2 separate regions of the Oryctolagus cuniculus genome follow, and region 1 is linked to region 2. Evidence: chromatin contacts called from public Hi-C data. All regions are on one chromosome and are shown on one strand. Each heading gives the region's core, a stretch centred on a gene start, on an enhancer-like site or on the middle of the called end of the contact. The rest is flanking DNA. Distances are from core to core; before and after follow the strand shown.

Region 1 (7,432 bases), core at 2,462-4,961, 400 kb before region 2:
GAAAAGTGACCTCAATTTAAGCTAAGTTTTGGGGAGTGCTCTACCTCTTCCAATGCACAGGCTTCTGCCTGGGACGGGGCCAGCTCAGACTCCTGGCTTTTCTGCCTGCCAGCCGCGCAGTCTTCATTTTCTTAAGTGTCCACTATAACATGGGGGTGACCACAGCTTTCCAAGGTTATTGAAAGGACTCAGGGTGCCTGCATTCTGGAGTAGCAGGGCAAACATGCAAGGATTTCAAAAAGTCCATGAAAAGCTCATCTTAAAAGTTTATTTTGGTGCAAAAAAATTTGAACTCCATGTATAGAATCTTCCTAGCATGCATTCTCCATGACCTTTTTGAAGACTCCTCCCTTGCACTTAGCAGAGGTAACTTTAACAATAAACCCAACACATGAATGCCATTATCACTACTTACAAATCAGGGAGAATGTTGACTGGCAAGAATCCCAGACACACAGGCTTTGAGATGGCTGGAACAGCCCAGTTTTGGGCTTGACCCTTGGTTGGGGCTATGAAGGCAGCAGGGGGTGTGAGTCCACCTTCCCCTATTTTGCGAAGTCAAACACCTTTCTTTGAATGGAAGCAGGTGGGTGCTTGGGTGATGGATTTGGGTGATGAAGAGGAATTTTAATTTTCCTTTCTTGAAGCAAGTGTGTTTGTTAATAATGTACGGCTGCTTGCATAGCACTGCCTTCTCCACTGGGAGCCCACGAAACATAAAACTTGAGCTGGTAACTAAAGCAGGTAAAACCACCTCCCCACCTTTCTAGTTGAACCTTGGCTGTTCTCATGGCTTTTCAGCAAAGTGGGGCCACCTGCTTTCTTCCTCTACATGGGAGCCTGGTTCCCCTCTGGGCTGGCTCTGCAGAAGTGCAAGCTGAAGTTGCCCCTCTGAAGGGCAGAAAGGCCACGTCCAGCCCTGAGGTGACGAGGTCCTGTCCCCTGGCCTCCGAAGCCTCCTGAGCTAGTGCGTGTCACTCCGGAGCTCTCCTACATCCACACCTCTGCTGGCACTGTTCCTCCACTCCTTCTCTACCTGCCAATTTATTTTATCTTTCACTTGAGGCAAAATTTACATAAAAGTAGCCACTTAAATTTTCCCCTTCAGTGGCACCAGCAGTGTTGTGAAACCACCGCTTTTATCGGTTCTAAACCATTTTCCTCATTCCAAAAGGAAAACAAATACCTCTGTTAAGCAGATGCTCTCTACTCCTCCTGCCTCCAGTCTCTGGCAACCACCAATCTGCATTCCATATCTCTGGGTTTACCGGCTCTGGGTTCTTTCTATACACAGAGCCACACATGCAGCATATGACCTTGTGGGTCTGCCTTATTTCACTTAGCATAATGTTCTCAAGGATCACCCATGTGGTAGCACGTGTGAGCACTTAATATATTTTGATGGCTGAATAATATTCCATTGTATAGATATATGACATTTTGCTTATTCATTGATCCATTGATGAACATTCGGGTTGCTTTCACCTCTCGCTGTTGTAAATAAGGCTTCTATGAATATGGGTGTATACACTTGAGTACTGTTGAGTACTATTTTCAGCTGAGGCTAAGCACTGGTTTTCAGTCTCTTTGGTTATATACCTAGGATAGAATTGCTGGACCATAGGCAACTTCTGTATTTAACTTTTTGAGGAAACACCAAATTGTTTTCCACAGTAGCTAATCCATTTTATATTCTCACCAGCTAGGTGAGTTTCTCCATATTCTCACCAACACTAGTTTTTTCTATTTTTTTTTTCTTTTCTTTTCTTTTTTGACAGGCAGAGTGGATAGTGAGAGAGAGAGACATAGAGAAAGGTCTTCCTTTGCAGTTGGTTCACCCTCCAATGGCTGCCACGGCTGGCACGCTGCGGCCGGCACACTGAGCTGATCCGAAGGCAGGAGCCAGGTGCTTCTCCTGGTCTCCCATGGGGTGCAGGGCCCAAGCACTTGGGCCATCCTCCACTGCCTTCCCGGGCCACAGCAGAGAGCTGGCCTGGAAGAGGGGCAACTGGGACAGAATCCAGTGCCCCGCCGAGACTAGAACCCGGCGCCGCTAGGTGGAGGATTAGCCTAGTGAGCTGCGGCACCGGCCAGTTTTTTCTATTATTTCTATACATGTTGCAGCCATAGTAATGAGTGTAAAGGGGAATCTCATGTTTATCTGGTGAAATCTTAAGTAATCCTTCAGGTTTCCCATGACTGTAATTTGAAACCTTCCCTGATTTCAGTCTCACTCTTGAGGAGTTACCTGCCTCAGCCCTGGGTCATGGGCCCCACGGTGGTGCCCCAGCTATGCCAGTGTCTCCCCAGGAAGCCCCAGACTCCTGCAGGGCAGGGCTGCTGCTTATTCTTATTCATGTCTCTACCGCTTGGCACAATGCCTAGCACATAGTGAGGGCCCCAAGCTATCTTCGAGTGCGGTCCCTGAGCTGAGTTTCTGCATTATCAATGCACCAGCTGAGAGGCCAATGATGGCTTCTTTAGGCTCAGTTGGGACCGGGAAGTGACAGGATTAGTCCTAGCATTGCCTTAAGCCTTGAAGTCCCAACTCTATGGTTTTTGTTAGGGCATTTCACCTCTGCTGACTTGGGAGCCACTCTGAAAGCTGCGATCACACTTTAAAGAGCCTGATGAACCTAAGCTCCAGGTGTGGAGAGCGAATGGCTTCAGGTTGAATAGGAGGACACCGAGGAGCACAAATAACAGACAATAATCAGGTGGCGCCCAGGGCCTTGGGCCAGGACACAAAGACCTCTGTGATTCATCCAGGTCAAGGGTCTCTGGGTCTCTCTCGGCCCCCACCCCTTGTCGCTGGCTAGAAGAGAAAAGTAGGTTCAACAGGTTATTTATGCATTTATTGAGCTCCCAGGCCCCAGAAATAACCCTGAGAGCACTGGGAAAGACAGTCCAAACATTTCTGAGCTAGTGGGTTATCCTGAAGGGGATGTTGGCAGAGAACATAAACTAGGCTGCCACTCCTCACTTTCCAACTGGGTCACCTCCAAGTCACCTAGCTGCGATGAAGCGCCAGCGTTCCCATCTGTCCGGGGACACCATTCCTGTCCTGCCTGGTTGATCAGCGAACTAGAGCGGCAAGATCCCCCCTTGAGAACGCTACTGACCCGAGCCCGTGCCAGTGTCCACCCGGACTTGCCCGTGGCTGGGAGCAGAAATGGGACTGGGGCGGCACGCAGGTGCAGCGCAGGGCGGCTCTTCTGGGGCCGACGGTGGGGACCATCTCCCGACACCCAGCCGGTTCCTCGGGAGTCCCCAACCCGAGATGAGCCAAGACCCCGCGGGGGTGCAGGCGCACTGCCCTACCTTGCCATACTTCTTCAGCTTTTGCCGGTACCTCTTCTTGGGCTTGTCGCCCTGCGTCGCCTCCTCTAGCGGTTCATAGCGCTCTGGCAGGCCAGCAAGGTGCACCCTACGCGCGCTCCGGGCCCCCGGGCGCGGCTCACTCTCCTCGCTCGCGCCGCTCTCGGCCGCCTCGTCCCCGCACTCCAGGTGCTCCAGGATGGCATCCGCCTCCTCGTCCCCGTCCGTCTGCCGTCGCCCTCGGGGCCCGCGGCGCGGGAAGGTGCGCGCCGCCTTGTTTCGGAGCCTGGCTCCCACCGTCATGATTCCGACACTTCTCTGGCGAAACTCTCAGCACGAAGACGCCAACCTTTGCTCCCTGCCCGCTCCTCCGCCCCAGCCCCAACGGGGTTGGGCGCTTAGGGGTCGCAGCGCCCTCTGGCCGTGGGGTCCGGGACTGCGGCAGGTGCACTCGGGGGCCCAGCCGGCCGCATCCCAGCTGTTGGCCAACAGAGCATCTCGTCCACTGGTGGAAAGCGACATGAGTTAGGAACACACAAACTCTTGCAACCACACCTGCAACTCATCAGTGACCCCCAGCTAACAACGGAACTCCATTTGCCAACGATCAAACTGACAGACAAGATGATGACTAATACAGATTACATTCAGGGGTGGTCATTGTGGCACAACAGGTTGAGCTACCACTTGCCAAGCCAGTATCCCACATGGTTGACTGTTCGAGTCCCAACTGCTTCACTTCCGATCCAGCTCCCTTCTAGTGCGCTGGGGAAGGCAGCGGGAGGATGGCCGAAGTGCTTCGGCACCTGCACCGACGCGGGAGACCCAGAAGCTCCTAACTCCTGGCTCCGAGCTTTGGCCTGGGTCTTTGCAGCCGTCCAGGGAGTGAACCAGTGGATGGAAGGTCTCTCTCTCTCTGTGTGTGTGTGTGTGTGTGTGTATTCCTCTCTCTGTAACTCCGATTCCCAAATGAGTAAATAAAAAAATATGTTCAGTGCTGGTGAGGGCATGGTGAGGTGGTCCTGAGGCACTGTTCACGAGGGTGCGACTCCTGGGCAAGCTTTTGTAAAGGAGACCTGAAGACTCCTATCAAGAGTCCTGCAAAGCGTTCATAGCCTTCCAGGCGCCTTTCCCAGGGAAATACTCAGAAAGGCCAAGTAGAGTGGCCCCAGTGTTCATCACAGTTTGACTCTTGGTGAGAAAGTGAGGGAGGCTAGATAAATCGTTATGCATTCACATAACAGCATAGGACGCAATCATGAAAATTGCGATTTCCAGGAATGTTAGGAAGATAAGACTGTTCAGCGAACTGTGACCCTCAGCATGCCTTGAATGCTTTGTTTTCTTATGGGTGAGTAAATGTCTTTGGATTCTGGGAAGATAGAATTAGTATAAATAATCTAGGTTATTAATTTATTAATATTTTACCATTAAAGTTTGTGGCAAGTTTAAGAGTAATTTGAATAGGCTGATAGACATAAAATGTCTATGACAATTTGGCATATTAGAATATAAAATTAGTTTTGTGACTCTAACTTAAAATGGGCAATCAATTGATTTAGACTTTGTCATGTATTATATGAATTATGTTAAATATATTTGCAATTTATACATAAAATATAATTTACTTCAGCTCAATTCAAGGTGAAAGGGATATGAGAATGAATTTACTATTTTTATGAGTTGCTGACCTGGATTGAGTTACCAACTCCTGTTGCAGTCATTTGGTCAATCAATGGATAGAAGATCTCTCTCTCTCTCTCTCTGCCTTTCAAATAAAATGAAAATGTCTTTAATTTTTTAAACAAAAAGCCAGAGAGATCTTTGACAAGCTATTTAAAGAGAGAGACAGAAGCATACTGAGCAAGACACCTCCATCCATGCACAACGTGAGGGCACAGCAAGAAATGGAATCTACCAGAGCCTTATCTTGGACATCCCAGCTCCCAAAACTGGAGTGAACTTCTGTCATTCATAAGTCACCCTTTTATGGTGTCTTCTTCTAACAGCTCGGACAGACTTGGAGTACCAGTTTCCTATCCTGAGCCTGTGAGCCCTTCTAGATGGCCATGTAGGGACAGGATTGGACATAAGGAAGTCAGAGCGTCCAAATCACTCCAGGGGCTGGAAGAGCTAGCTCTTGCCTGGCCTTCCCCTAGAACAACTCCTAGAACAATCACAGAGCTCTGGCTTGTGCTGAGGTCACGTGGTCGGGGCCCCAGGAGACTGTCCCTGGAGCTGCTGGCTGTGGGGACATGTGCCGCCTTCACTGCCTTCCAGGAATCCTCCCAAACCCCACCGCTTGTTCCAGCTCTATCCAGGCTTGCGTATGTCCGCTGGAGCAGCCGTAACAAAACGCCATAGATGGGGACCTGTGCGACAGAAATGCATTGTCTCGCTGATCTGGAGCCAAGCTGTGCTTGCCCCAAGATCTCTTTCCCAGCTCGCTAGTAAATACCTTCTTTCTGTGTCCTCCTGTGGCCTTTCCTCTGCATGGGCATCCCTGGGGTCTCTTCTTATCAGGACACCAGTCTGATTCAGTCAGAATCCCGCCTTATGACCTCATTTAACCTTAATTGTCTCTCTCAAGGCCCTGTCTCCAAACACAGTCACATTCTGGGGGTTAGGCCTTCAACAAAGGAATGGGGAGGGGGAGGAGTGCACAATTCAGTTCTTATAGCAGATCGGGTCTGCACTGGTGAAATTGAGTCACCACTATTCTGTCTCTTGATGTCTATGAATGGGGACGAGACCCTGGCATTCTGGCACAGCAAAATCCAATCCCTGCAGAGCTGTGTGTCCAGGCAAAAACAGCATAAATAGCAGAAACACAGCTTTCATTCCACTCTGCCTTCCCAAGCTCCCAGGGGCTGGCCTGATTAGCTGATGCTAACTGGCTCAAGTTCCTGTAGTCCCCTAGGGATCCCGAACATATTGCTTTCCACCTCCCTCCTTCCCTGCCCCCTGTCCTGGCTTCTGAGCACTGAAGAAGGAGAGTGGGAAGATGCTGAGTGCTGATCCACAACATCCACTGACCATAGGAATCTTTCTTCACTGGTAAGAATTAGGCACCTGCCTTCGAAAGGAGCTAGGACATTAGATCTGGGATTCATGAACATATGCCATCAGTTACTAAGTGAAAACATGTTTAGACAACTCAGGGCTTAAATATAGTTGTTTATTTGGAAAATCTAGCACAGAAACAGTTAAAAGCATTTAACTGAGAACAAAGTTTCTACTTGTATACATATAAAGATTGTGCTCATCTTTCTTCTTCCTTCCTTCCTTTTTTGTTTATTTTGCAACAAACACAATGAGAGAATCAGTATGGAGTTGAAGTTGCATGAGTTAAAACTGCTTAAACTATTTATTGCTACAGGAATGATTTATATTCGAAAAGAAATATATCTCTGACGCTGGTAAGATCTGATTATAAACCCTGAAATAGACAGGATAACAGGTTTAATTTTCCAAAGGCTACCAATTAAAAGGAGAGGAGAGCGGAGCTTAGAATCCTAGCTAAGCCTCAGTTTTTGAGCAGCCTAAAAAGGGATAATGGTACACCTTTTCTTTTTATTATTCATTTATTTATTGAGATGTAGAGCTACAGATAGAGAGAGGGAGAGGCCAAGAAAGGTCTTCCATCTGCTGGTTCACTCACCAAATGGTCTCAATGGCCAGAGCTGAGCTGATCTGAAGCCAAGAGCCAGGAGCTTCTTCCAGATTTCCAACACGGTGCAGGGGTCCAAGCATTTGGGCCATTTTCCACCGCTTTCCAAGTGCATTGCAGAGAGTTGGATCAGCTAGGACAAGAACTGGCGCCCATATGGAATGCCAGCTCCCTACTACACCACAGTGCAGGCCCCAGTACACCTTTTCTTAGGTTAAAAAAATGTTTTGAAAGATTATTTTTTGGAGGTGTGCCCTGAAATTCACTACCACCACAAAGCAAGGCTCCTCCTTTGCTTCGCCTTTGACTTCAACTCCAATGGGGCCCTGGCGGCAACCACTGGGCGAGTGGGTGAGGAAGCACCCAAGCAGCCTGCTTCCCAGTGCTCCTCCTGGACTGCTCAGAGCAGCAACGCAGTGAGGACACAATCACAGGACTGGTGAT
Region 2 (7,447 bases), core at 1,299-3,798:
CCAATGGAAAAGGAAGATCTTTCTCTCTGTCTCTCTCTCTAACTCTGCCTTTAAAAAAAAAAGAGGGGGATAGAAGCTGACTTCCAGCGTATATATCTGCTGTGGTCAGGAGTAAGTAGTAAACCATTTTGTCCCTTGTGAACATTGACCTACCAGATTGCTCTTATTCCTTGACTGTGCCTCACTGTGTATTATTCCCAGGGTTATGAATAGCTGTTTCCTCTGTTAAGAATATTCTTATCTCTCCTCTAATTATCATCCCCTAATTTCATTTCCTGATTGACTCCTACTCTTTCCTCAGATCTCAGCCTAAATATCTCTTTCCCAGGGATACTCTCCCTCATTTAACCTAGGTTCAACTCCCTTTTGTAGTAAGTTTTCATAAAAAGCTGAACTCCTAATATAACAAGCAGCACAAGTGAAGTTACTTGTTTAATGTCTGTTTCCCCTGCTACATGATAAACTCTATGAGGGCAGAAATCAAGCCAGGGATCTCAAAGACCTAACTCTGAAACTCAGTAGATACTCAATAATCCATTGCTGATTTGAATTGCTAACTTCAGTGGTGATGTACACCTGTGGGTATATAGGGCACAGGAGGACATGATATGGGGAAGTGAGAAGGCTGGGTTGGAGATTTAAGATGGGGGTACCACAAAAAGATTTTTTTAACACCATATATTGTTACACTAAAAACTCCACACATAGAAGGAGTTAACAAGCAGCATGGAGACTGAAGAACTCAGAGTTGAATAGGTACAAATTTCCTTACATGACCTTTGCTAAGTAGGAGATACAACAGAAAAGTCAGTGTCACAAAACAAGCTTTGCTCTTCTGTGGTTGGTATAAAAATATGGAAACTGAAAATATTTTAATCCTGGCCATTGTCCATTTTGGCCAGGACCCTAGAGAAGTCATTTTGCATGCTCAATATCTTCCTTTCCTCTTTGGTGAAAAATCAGGAGGCAGATACTGTGTTTTGTGGTAGTACTAGATGTCTTGTTTTTACATTGAGAAGGTAAAAGACATAGTTCTTCTTTAAGTGTAGAGAAATAAATGCGACAACCAACTTTTTTTTTTTAAAGATTTATTTATTTATTTGAAAGTCAGAGTTACACAGAGAGAGAAGAGGCAGAGAGAAGTCTTCCATCTGATGGTTCACTCCCCAGATGGCTGCAATGGCTGGAGCTGCGCCGATCCGAAGCCAGGAGCCAGGAGCTTCTTCCAGGTCTCCCACATGGATGCAGGGGCCCAAGAATTTGGGCCATCTTCTACTGCTTTCCAAGTCCATAGCAGAGAGCTGGATTGGAAGAGGAGCAGCCGGGAGTAGAACTGGCGTCCATATGGGATGCTGGCACTTCAAGCCAGGGTGTTAACCCACTGCGCCACAGCGCCGGCCCGACAACCAACTTCTTGATTCTAAAGAAGTCATTCTCAGGCCAGTAGTTGGCAAACTGCTTAAGATGCCCACATCCCACATTTGAGAACCTGTGTTCAATTTTGAGCTCTGACTCCTGATTCCAGCTTCCTGTTAAGGCACTGGGAGACAGCAGTGACGGCTAATGTAATTGGATTCCTGCCATCCACATGGGAGACCTGGGTTGAGTTCCCAGCTACTGGCATCAGCCTCTTAGCGATTGTAGACATATGGGGAATGAACCAGTGGATGAGAATGCATTTGCATGCTTTCTTGCTCTTTCTCTCTCTCCTCAAATAAATAAAAAGAAATCTTCAACATCAACATGAGATGATCAAGAAGAAGAGACAGTTGACACCAGGTTTGAAAAATCTGGACAATTTACCACAATAGTTCAGAAAATTTATAGGTAAATTGCTTTATTTTTAATGTTTATAGACTATAACCTAAATATATGTGTATGCATGTATCTGTTTAAGTATTACCTAAAGACTTACACACACACACACACACACACAAGCAAATATGGAAAAGTACTTTTAAATGATGAGACGAAGGAGATATATATATACACACACACACATATGCTTCTTTATTATAGTAATTTTTGATAGACTTGAAATTTTGCAATTAAAAATATCACCATGATTAATCAAAGCAGGATATTTTAAAATATTCTATTTAGTCCATCTGGGGGCTTATAGAAGCTTCACTACTGACCCCTATGTTCTTCCCCAAGATTCTCTCTACCCAATAGAATGCACGGAAGGGATCTACCTACACATTCCCCAGTGACTACCACCCCCCTGGCTCCCCCTCACACATCTGGCTAGTGCTGCCGAGAATTCGGAGCTAGTCCACTGCTCAAATCCCAGTGCCAAAGCAGGTTATCCACCATCATTCTCCTGGAGGGTTTCATGTGCACTGAAGTTTTAAATATAATCTTCCTTGGAGCTGAAGTTTGAGCCAGATAAAGCCTCCCAAGGTCTTTTTGCGTTACTGGCATTATGAATTTGGGTGCTAAGGAGTGTGGGTTTGGAGTCTGGAGTATGTATTACAACTACTGACTACTCAAATTTTTGAAACTGGCACATTGCTTATGTTATGCTCTGCTTTGCTTTTTTTTTTTCTGTCTCCTAAAAGAGCTGTACCCGGCAAAGTTGCTGGTGGCAGCATTCCCGGAAGCTCCCTGCTCCAGATGATGTTAGACCTCATGTGATCCAAGCACCACATGTTCAGAAACATTACATCATTCCAGGATGTGAGTCCTTCTAATGCACATCTTGCTATTACTGTCAGCTGCTGCTATGGGCAGCAAGTACAACTTCAGGTGAGGCAGTTTCACAGGCCAACAGCTAATGCTAGGCAGACATTAGACTCACCCAGGGGTCAGATTACCCCTACCAAAATTCAGTGAATTTGAGGGAAGGTACACACCATATTAAACATACATAAAACATTCCACAACTGAAGATCAGGAATGAAAGGAAGATGGCTTTTCCTTGGCACAATGCAGTAGCATGTGGTTTGTGTTTTACTGAGTCAGAGATTTTGGTATGTTAGGTATGGATTATGTGGGCAAAGTTGCTGTGAATGTTGCCTGGTGATTGGCTGAAGGAAACTTGAGTATACACTCACATAGGTAGCAGAATGGGAAAAGAAGCCTATCAAGTGGAATTTAAAAGATGACAAAGCCTATTTTAATGACATTCATAATCTCCAAAATAATCATAGAGGCAAAATCTTAGGGGTGGAGGGAACAGATGAATAGTCAATACCTATCAGTAAGGACAATTATAACAATATCAATAAAAATAGCAGCCACTTATGGAGTTCTTACCATGAGGCAAACAAATTCAATACTAAGCAAATTCATGTCCCAGCTTTGCTAACTGTAAGACGGAGTGATTTTTTTTTTTTGACAGGTAGAGTTATAGACAGTGAGAGAATGAGACAGAGACAAAGGTCTTTGTTCTGTTGGTTCACTCCCCAAATGGCCTCCACGGCCGGCACTGTGCCAATCTGAAGCCAGGAGCCAAGTGCTTCCTCCTGGTCTCCCATGCGGGTACAGGGGCCCAAGCACTTTGGCCATCCTCCACTGCCCTCTCGGGCCACAGCAGAGAGCGAGCTGGACTGGAAGAGGAGCAACCAGGACCAGAACCCGGCACCCATATGGGGTGCTGGCGCCACAGGCGGAGGATTAACCTACTGTGCCAAGGTGCTGGCCCAAGACGGAGTGATCTTAACATTGTGTTTTAAAGGCATCCATTAAAAGAACAGGTCTTCAAAGAGGGAGGTGCCTTTCTCTGAAGGGAGGAGAGAACCTCCACTTTGACTATGACCGTGTCTAAACAAGATAAGAGTCAGAGAACTCAAGGGGCTTCCATAGCCTTGGAAACTCATAACTGGTGCATGGGGAGATTACTGATGCCATAAACAGGAGTGTCAATTTGTAAAGTCAACAACAGGAGTCACTGTGCACTTACTCCTCATGTAGGATCTCTATCCTTAATGTGCTGTACATTGAGGCTTAATGCTATAACGAGTACTCAAACAGTATATTTCACTTTGTGTTTCTATGGGGGTGCAAACAATTGAAATCTTTACTTAATGTACACTAAACTGATCTTCTGTAAAAAAAAAAAAAAAAAAAAAAAAGAAATTATCAATTCCCAACTTGACTCTCACTGGGATTAAACATGACAATAGGTCTGATCTGATTTCTCATCATTTAAAAAAAATCATCTATTATTTTTCACTTTATGTTTCTGTGTGGGAGCAAACTGTTGAAATACTTACTTAAGGTATACTAAGCTGATCTTCTGTATATTAAGATAATCGAAAATGAATCTTGATGTGAATGAAAGGGGAGAGGGAGTGGGAAAGGGGAGGGTTGTGGGTGGGAGGGACGGTATGGGGGGGAAGCCATTGTAACACATGAGTCGTACTTTGGAAATTTATATTCATTAAATAAAAGATAAAAAAAAAAAAACCAGTAGATATAGGATTTGGTGCTATGCACAGATCCAGGCATCCGCTGCAGATCCTTAATGTCCTCCCTGAAGATAAGCGAGGACTGCAAAAAAAAAAAAAAAATAAAAAAAAAAAATAAAGGCATCCATTAGAGTCTAGTTGACTGTTTCCACCTACCTGGCAATTCTGAACTCTACTGGATCACTTTCTTGCTATCCAGAACAACTCAAATGCATCTGTGTTTGGATCAGTGCTTCATGAAGACAAGCTCAGGCCCAGGAAAGATGGCTTCAGACAGTTATGGGGGTCTTAGCAGTCTACTGGCACCTTATCAACAAGGGAAGCCTGAGGAAAGCAGGGAACAATTAGTCTCACTTGAGTTTACCAGGAGCTTCAACGGACATGACCTTGGTTTCAGTCTTTAACTCCTCTGAGCAACGGTCCTTCTGTGTTGATGCCATCTACACAGCCTCATGTAGTGCCCACCTTCTGTCATGTTCATCTTGCATCCCTACCTCTTGTCTGTAAGCTCTTCCCCTAAACTAACTCCCTTCCTCCCTTCCCTCAACCACTCCCACATGTTATCTAACTCAGTCTTCTCCAGGGGTCCAGGAAGTATTTGCTCCCTTCTTAGTTCACCCTCCTTGCTTCCTCGACTAGTTAAGGCCTTGGGGGAAGTCATTTGCCTACCGCCTAGGCCTGGTCACATAGCAACCCTCACTTCCTACAGCCCAGGAGGCTGATGTATCACTGGGAGCAGGGGCTACAGAGGTGAAAATGTGAGGAAAGCTCTTTCCTCTCAGTCCCTGAAGAACAGAGTTGCTGCTTCATGATAGTTCATATTGCAGAAGAAAGCGTTTGCTCTTCCTGGCATATCTAAGACTCAGCTCTAAGGATAACAAATAATTTGCCAAGAAGGGCAGGGCTATTTTTTGGTGCCAGCAGAGAGTGTTCTATTTAAAAGACACTTAGTGATTACTACATCCAGACTTGCCCTAAGGACTGATGAAAAAACAGTGGGGTTAAATGCAGTATCTTTTTGGTACAAGAAGGTTTAGATTGATGTGGCATTCATAGAGGGTTCACTTGAGTTGTTCATCGGTGGTAATGTCAATCTAGAGCCAAAAGGTATCTCAGGGTCATGTCTTTCAAGTGTCATTTTTTTTTTTAAGATTTATTTTATTTATTTATTTGAAAGTCAGAGTTACACAGAGAGAGGAGAGGCAGAGAGAGAGGTCTTCCATCTGCTGGTTCACTCCTCAATTGGCCGCAACGGCCGGAGCTGCGACAATCCGAAGCCAGGAGCCAGGAGCTTCTTCCAGGTCTCCCATGTGGGTGCAGGGGCCCAAGGACTTGGGCCATCTTCTAGTGTTTTCCCAGGCCATAGAAGAGAGCTGGATCTGAAGAGGAGCAGCCGGGACTAGAACCGGCGCCCATATGGGATGCCGGTGCTTCAGGCCAGGGCGTTAACCCGCTGAGCCACAGCGCCGGCCCCATCAAGTGTCTTTTTTTAAATTTGATAAACTTGGGCCAGAGAAGTTTAATGACTTACCTGGAAGTCTCCCAATAAAGAAGGATGGAGTTGGGACTGAAGCATTCTCCTAAGGTTCAGTCCAGTATTCATTTCATTATCCTATGCCGCCTTCCAGAGCCAATATGGATGTGCCACATTGTTTGACACCACTTAAGGGCTTGGTTAACAAAACAGCTGGGTGTTTTTGGAGGTAGTGCTTGTGCCATAGATGGAAAAGAATTAAATGAGCCACATGACCTGTGCTCTTGGCATCACTAGCAACATGTTTTTCATGGCTGAGTTGGCCAAGACAAGAGTGAGGAAATACAGAAAGTTAAGCACTACTCACTCATTAGACTGCCATTGAAAGATTGATTCTTAGCCGGCACCGCGGCTCAACAGGCTAATCCTCCGCCTTGCGGTGCTGGCACACCGGGTTCTAGTCCCAGTTGGGGCGCCGGATTCTGTCCCAGTTGCCCCTCTTCCAGGCCAGCTCTCTGCTATGGCCCGGGAATGCAGTGGAGGATGGCCCAAGTGCTTGGGCCCTGCACCCCATGGGAGACCAGGAGAAGCACCTGGCTCCTGCCTTCGGATCAGCGCGGCCATTGGAGGGTGAACCAATGGCAAAGGAAGACCTTTCTCTCTGTCTCTCTCTCTCTCTTTCACTGTCCACTCTGTCAAAAAAAAAAAAAAAAAAAAAAAGATTGACTCTTGACTCAAACCTTAAGTCACAGACACAGTGATAGTACCTTACACCCATAGTGACCACAGTCAATGTTTTTACTTAAAAAAACAAACAAACAAACAAACAAACAAACAAAAAAACAAGGTACTGGGGGTAAGTTTTAATAGCCCCTATAATTATGAGTCAAAATTCTTCATCATAAGATGGTCCAAGGGGCCAGTGCTGTGGTGCAGTGGGTTAATGCCTTGGCCTGAAACGCTGGCATCCCATATGGGCGCTGGTTCAAGACCCGGCTGCTCCACTTCCTGTCCCGCTCTCTGCTGTGGCCCAGGATAGCAGTAGAAGATGGCCCAATTCCTTGGGCCCTGCACCCGTGTGGGAGACCCAGAAGAAGCTCCTGGCTCCTGGCTCCTGGCTCCTGGCTCCAGAACGGCGCAGCTCCGGCCGTTGTGGCCATCTGGGGAGTGAACCATCAGACGGAAGACCTCTCTCTCTCTCTCTCTGCCTCTCTTCTCTCTGTGTAACTCTGACTTTCAAATAAATAAATAAACCTTTAAAAAAAAAAAAAAGATGGTCCAAGTATTTGGGCCCCTGCCACTCACTTAGGAAACCTAGATGGAGTTCCTGGCTACTGGCTTCTATTTGGCTGTTGCAACCATTTGGGGAGTGAACTAGCAAATGGAAGATTTCTCTCTCTCTCTCCCCCTATGCCCCCCAACCCTGGTAAATAATTAAATAACTAACTAAAAAAAGAGAGGCCCATGTTATAGTGAAGCAGATTAAGTCTCTGCCTGGGATGCAGGCATTTGAGTACAGGCTCAAGTCTCCGATGTTCTAGTTCTAATCCAGCTCTCTGCT

The links. A called contact is a pair of places that touch in the nucleus more often than the background predicts.
Region 1: a Hi-C map of skin fibroblasts shows a contact between it and region 2, with 1.6 times the contacts expected there. The contact joins the promoter of C13H1orf115 here to the enhancer-like site in region 2. A contact is called at or near these places in 2 of 6 Hi-C or Micro-C datasets (liver and skin fibroblasts).

The regions. Positions count from the first base shown.
Region 1 is chr13:35,070,575-35,078,006 of mOryCun1.1, reverse strand. It overlaps C13H1orf115 (chromosome 13 C1orf115 homolog), which reads right to left and starts at 3,711. Exons shown (of 2, transcript XM_002717500.5): 1 at 3,322-3,711. The coding sequence starts at 3,621.
Region 2 is chr13:34,672,807-34,680,253 of mOryCun1.1, reverse strand. All of the region lies in intron 1 of LOC103350966 (a long non-coding RNA gene), which reads right to left. Among named protein-coding and RNA genes, the nearest start is that of RAB3GAP2, 25 kb to the right of the region's middle. Within about 2 kb of position 2,548, at least 1 of the 8 cell types and tissues checked has an H3K27ac peak or open chromatin away from gene starts, as enhancers often do.